2 separate regions of the Mus musculus genome follow, and region 1 is linked to region 2. A link is a contact called in public ChIA-PET data. All regions are on one chromosome and are shown on one strand. The core of a region is the stretch at or near the end of the contact, and the rest is flanking DNA. Distances in the headings are between cores, read along the strand shown.

What was found. ChIA-PET counts read pairs in DNA pulled down with a chosen protein or histone mark.
Region 1: an RNA polymerase II ChIA-PET map of memory CD8 T cells shows a contact between it and region 2, with 2.8 times the contacts expected there. The contact joins two enhancer-like sites. A contact is called at or near these places in 1 of 39 promoter capture datasets (pre-B cells), 6 of 484 Hi-C or Micro-C datasets (Sertoli cells and embryonic stem cells), 2 of 115 datasets of contacts at active chromatin or transcription factors (effector CD8 T cells and memory CD8 T cells) and 1 of 9 other capture datasets (embryonic stem cells).

What each region holds. Positions count from the first base shown.
Region 1 is chr8:34,396,507-34,399,566 of GRCm38.p6, reverse strand. No RefSeq gene overlaps it. Among named protein-coding and RNA genes, the nearest start is that of Gm33831, 11 kb to the right of the region's middle. Within about 2 kb of position 1,421, at least 66 of the 459 cell types and tissues checked have an H3K27ac peak or open chromatin away from gene starts, as enhancers often do. A contact at or near this core is called in memory CD8 T cells and pre-B cells, where this site is marked.
Region 2 is chr8:34,162,302-34,165,156 of GRCm38.p6, reverse strand. It overlaps Saraf (store-operated calcium entry-associated regulatory factor), which reads right to left. Exons shown (of 6, transcript NM_026432.4): 3 at 1-16. Among named protein-coding and RNA genes, the nearest start is that of Mir6395, 3.0 kb to the left of the region's middle. Within about 2 kb of position 1,321, at least 67 of the 459 cell types and tissues checked have an H3K27ac peak or open chromatin away from gene starts, as enhancers often do. A contact at or near this core is called in memory CD8 T cells and pre-B cells, where this site is marked.

The DNA of each region.
Region 1 (3,060 bases), core at 172-2,671, 230 kb before region 2:
CAAAGGAGCAAGGAGTGAACAACGGGGATGTGTGATCTTTGTCCTGGAAGCCACAGTTCCAGAAAAACTACTATGCCTATGGAGAAGAGGATGGTGAATACTGAAAAATAATTAGTGAGAGGTTCGCTCGGAGGTCTTGAGGGATGGGTAACAACGAGGTGATGGCTCTAGGCCAGCAAAGGGGGAAAACCAGCCATGATAAGTAGGGTGGTTTGTGCAACCATGAATCAGGAGGAATAACCAGGGTCAGTTTTCACACTCTGAGAAAATAAGGCTGTTGGGAACAGCAGCTGAAATCAAAGAATAACATCAGGGGTTTTCACTGGAACATTATATACGATTTTATAGACTTTGTAAGTCAAGCTGAGTGGCTTAGAGCTAAACTGCTGTGTCTAAGAACAGCGTGTGGATCGGGACTTCAAGGGTGGATGAGCTGGGTTAGTGCTGGGAGCCAGTGATGCACAAGGAGGGCTGTTTCAAGGGTCAGTGACTAGCAGGCAAAGGCTCTGCTTGGGAAAGAAGCTCTGGCCTGAAATGGCAGTGGTGTGAGAGGTGTTTCATGAGAGAAAAAAAAAAAAAAAGAGTCTGAGCTCTATTGATCGGCCTGGGTAAAGGTTGCTCCGGAGGGGTTCCCCCACCCTTGCCCCCAAAACCCATTTCTCCTGCCTGTGCAGGGAGCACTCAATACCAGAACTGCATCCAACAGTAAACAAAAGTCCAACACAAGCTGTATGTGTGCATTAGCCTGGCACACAGGAGATCAGTGCTTGTTGAGTGGATGGCTAAATGCATAAATAAGCAAGATGTAGGTTGCAGAGCGCAGGTAGAACTGTACCAGAGGCAAATAAAGTCTAGAAAATAGGGTTGAAAAGACAGCTCAGTGGGAGCAGTTGCCGCCTCTGCAGAGGACCTGAGTTCAGTTCCCAGCATTCCCACCAAGCAACTCACAATGGCCGTTAATTGCAGTTCCAGGAGATCTGACAGTGTCTGGGCTCCACAGGCACCTGCACACATGTGCTACACACATATAAACATGCAGGCATTTACACATATGCATCAAATAAAAATAAATAAATCTTAAAGATCTGGTAGAAAGCCAGGTGACATATTCACAGAGAGAAAACTTACATTTTCATGCCAACTGTCATAGCAAAGCTGTGACTTGTGGCACTAAAGAGTAAGTTGACACGCTAAAATATTCCCTATGCCAGGCTGATGCATGTGTGTATGTATGAAATGGGGTGTGGGGGCTTGGGGTTACTCACGGAAAATGCAGACACCAGGTAAGCCTGATTGTACACATTCAAACCTCTGTGTTCTTTGTCTCAACGGCCCACGTTTCCTGAGCAGGATATGTGTGGGTTGCTCTCATGTGGCCATTATTTTCGGCTCTCTCTTAAATATTTCAATTCCCATTCTATGAATGAATCAAAGGGAGGTTGCCTTGGCAACCGTTCACCTTTCTCTAATCAAGCCTCCTGAACAACCTCAAGTGGCTTCTAGAGATAAAAGCTCTCAGCACGTGCAGAGTCAAAAACCTCTCACACCGCTGCGGGGGGGGGGGGGGGGCGCTGGGACCAGAAGCGGCTAAACACCCTCCTCCCACCGCCTCTCGCTCCTGTAACCACAGCCATTCATGCTGGCAACTGAACACTGAGATGCAGTTCTGCAAAGGACAAAGGATAGTAAGGGGCTCTTTGACAAGGTGCTTGTGAACCTTCTCTTTCCCAGATAACCATGGCACTGCCCAGGGAGAAGCGGGTTCATCAAATCTTTCCTCTGCCAGTTACCCTGGGAAGTATTGTGTTCCGTTCTGGGCTCTAGCAGAAGGCTAGGAGTTTCATCAGGGACGTGCGCGCGCGCGCGCACACACACACACACACACACCCCAGACTCTAAGAAGGGAGGGAGAGTCCTTAGGGGCAAAGTGAAAGCACAGTCAGAAGTCAGTTTTGAAATCTGGGTCGCTTATCTTAGTAGGGAAAGAAACAACCTCGCTATTTGAAAACAAGGACATTACTGGGACTGGAGAGCTGATGGCTCAACAATAAAGAGCACAGGCCACTCTGGCAGAGAACACAGTTCAAATCCCAGCACCCACGAGGCAGCTCACAACCATCTTTAATTTCAGGTCCAGAAAGATACAACGCCCTCTTCTGGACTCTGTGGGCACTGCATGCACATAGTGCACAGATATACGAGCAGGCAAAATACCCATCTATAATATATCTTCTTATTTTACAATTTCAAAGAAGAGGAGGAGGAAGAGTGTCTCTGGCTCCCTATAGACATGGTGGTTTGGAAGTGAGAAGAAAGACCCCAATAGCAAAAACAGGGACCTCGAAGGTTTAGGTTTTTTGTATTTTTTTCTTGCCTATGGCTTGGGTTCCTGTCCTTAGGATTCTGTTAAATTTCTCCAGGATGCTGCTTCCTATAATGCTAGGCCTTGGTTGGAAATGATGGTGGGAAAGGCACCAAATGATCCTGTTCTGAAAGCACTCTTGTCCACTGCAGACAGAATACAGAGGTTAAGGTAGCGGCACAAGCCATTTCACTCTCAGAGCCAAAGCCTGACAGCCCTCCACAATGGCAGCAGGTCCTTCCACTGTGGTGTATACAAGAGCTTAATTTTCAGGTTAGCTCTGACTGTGAATGAAGAGATGAGTTGAGCATGGGAGAGGGATGTGTCAGGGACATCTGGTTTTGGACTGTACGAGATATATTTCTCCATAAGTATTTTCACAGATAAGTCTTACCCTGGAAAGTTTTAGGAGCTGCTAGAGGTCCCTTAAAAACTAATAGAAATAATAGAAAAAAATAATAATTTCAACATTAAACAGAATAACATATGAATTAAGACCAACTCCCAGCCAGATTTACAAAGCTTATAAACTGGTTTGGACTCATGAAACCTTTGGCAGGGTAGTAATATAATTTTTCCCTGGCTTATAATATGTTGAATGTTGCATACACAGACTTACACACGTGTAATACCCAAGGCAATTATTTACTACAGGAAAATTGGTTCAGAAGGACAGTACTGCCACACCTTGGTGACAC
Region 2 (2,855 bases), core at 72-2,571:
CGGTCTTACATTCCCACTGTGAAAGAGAGAGCGTCAACGTCAGAGACTAGGTCTACTGGGTGCTTCTTAGACTGCTGGCGGGCGGGTACACGAGCACTCACTCTGTCGCTTTTCCTTATTCCCCAGATGGCACATTGCACATCCTTCTGTACGTGTTGTAGGGGTCGGGGGAGGTAATTGTTTTTGTTTTGTTTTGTTTTTAGAGTCAAGGTTTCTCTGTGTAGCCCTGGCTGTCCTGGACTTACTTTGTAGACAAGGCTGGCCTTGAACTCACAGAGATTAAAGGTCTGCACCAACACAGCCAGCAGATGTAGTAATCTGAATAGATTTGGCCCCTATAGACTCATGAATTTGAATGCCTGGCCCATAGTGAGTGGCACTAGTAGGAGGTTTGGCCTTGTTAGAGGAAGTGTGTCACTGTGGGGGTGGACTTTGAGGTCTCCTATGCTCAAGCTATGCCCAGTGTGGCACACAGACTCTGCTGCCTACAGATAAAGATGTAGAGCTCTCAGCTCCTCCCACACCAAGTCTGCCTATATCCTGCCGTGCATCCCACCATAATACTGACTAAACCACTGAAACTGTAAGCCAGCCCCAAATTAGATGTTTTCCTTTATAAGAGTTGCCATGGTTATGGTGTCTCTTTACAGCAACTAAGACAACACATGTCAGTTATTCCACAATTTATAAAACAAAGGCAAATCTTCAAACTATCACCTGATTGCCACTGTTGTCATAGGTACATCCTGTACAGCTAGATGGTTTAGATGTTAATCATTAAAGAATCAGTATCAGGGAAGAACCCCCTAACTGGTTATCTAATACCACCTGGTCAGTTCTAAGAATACACATGCTTGCAAAAGTGAAGGGACTCAGCACATTGTATTTAAATATTAATTATGTATATTGTATATTATTGTATATATACAGTAATAACAACTAAAGGGGAAAAGGCCGTGAATTCAAGGGGAGTGTGTGAGAGGACTTAGAAAAAGGAACGGGAAATGATGTGAACACAGTGAAATGGTTGTTAAACAAGCGTCAGATAAATAAGAGCTAATGATTTCTGCAAAGCAAAACTTCCCATGCACGTTTTCTAAAAGCATGGACTGACTTTACAGGGGCTAATCCCACATAATCTTCTTTAACTTTTTTAAAACAATATTTATAAAACTCCAAAAAGAGTCCATGATGCTTACATTTTACAGGGGGTGGGGGGGTGGGGGGAGAAGAGACCTAGAGAAAACAGGGTTTCAGCCAGAGATGACTGCCCAAAGGCTCAAGTCCAAGGCCAGCTGAGGCTGCACACCATGTTTCAGGCCAGCCAGGGAACACAGAAATATCTCTCATCAAAACAACAAAACTCAGACTGGAGTGTAAGGCAGGCAGGGGCTGAGCATGTACAACATCCATGTACAACAGCACCATCAAAAACTAAGTAGACAGATAAGATGTTTTCCTCCCAAGGTTTAGAGGTACAAGCCAGGCCAGTGTAACCGGTTCTGTTGGTTGTGTTTTGTTCAAATTCTCTTTCAAGTTCAGGTGCACTGTTTTACTGTTTATAATAAATAGCTAGGCTGAGGTGTAATTCGACAATCCCCAAAGAAACCTCAGCCCGTGCACAGCTGCCACTTCCCCTTCCTGGCCCCCACCCTGTCTGCTTTACCTCCCCCTACTTAGCCATTTCCTGTGAGGAGACTCCAAGGAGTCTGTAACTGCTGTCTTCCTTCAGCAGAGCATTTTCAAAGCCCACCCGTGTTACAGTATCAAGCAGCACCTTGTCCTTCCTAATGACTTAAACAACACTCTACCTTAGGAATGGACTACACTGTATGACTCATTCCCAAAGGACATTCCAGCTGTCTCTAGGTTTTAGCTATTTGAATATTCCTGCAAATATCTTTATAGATTTGGGGAAGAAATGTGTCTTTAGTTCTCTTGAATACATAGGAGTATATGTATGTATAGGAGAGGCATAATTAGGGCATCTTTCTTTTTGTTTTCTCTCTCTCTCTTCCTCCCTCCCTCCCTCTCTCTCCCTCTCCTCTCTCTCCCCCCTCTCTCCCCTCTCTCTCCCCTCTCTTTTCTTTTCTCTCTCTCTCCCTCTCTCTCCCTCTCCTCTCTCTCCCCTCTCTCTCTCCCTCTCTCTCCCCTTTCTCCCCTCTCTCTCCCTCTCTCCCCTCTTTTCTCTCTCTCTCCCTCTCTCTCCCTCTCCTCTCTCTCCCCTCTCTCTCTCCCTCTCTCTCCTCTCTCTCCCCCTCTCTCTCCCTCTCTTCTCTTCCCTCTCCTCTCCCCTCCCCTCCCCTCCCCTCCCCTCCCCTCCCCTCTCTCTCTCTCTCTCTCTCTCTCTCTCTCTCTCTCGCTCATTTTGGAGGCTTTTAAGACAGGATCTCACTATGAACCTCTGGCTGTCCTGGAACTCACTCTGTAGACCAGGCTGGCCTCCAACTCAGAAATCCACCTGCCTCAGCCTCCTGAGCACTGGGATTAAAGGCGTGGGCCACCAAACCCAGCTTTGGGGCATCTTTCTTGATGATTTCTTTCAAGCCCAAATGTTTTTTATTTACATAATATGCTATTTTTCTTTTTGTTGCTGTATGCCTCTAATCCCAAGACTTGGGAAGAAGCCGCAAGGAAATCACTATGAGTTTGAGGTCAGCCTGGTCCACACAGCCAGTTCCAGGCCACCAGGCCTACAGAGTGAGACTCTGCTTAACCTCCATCTTGGAGGGAAGCTCGTTAATACACAGGCTTAAGTTCCAACTACAGGAGACACATTCCATCCTGCAGAAAAGCTCGCTAAGCTCTGAAAGTAAACACCCAGGCCTCAGCTTGTGACATGCATGCAAACAGTA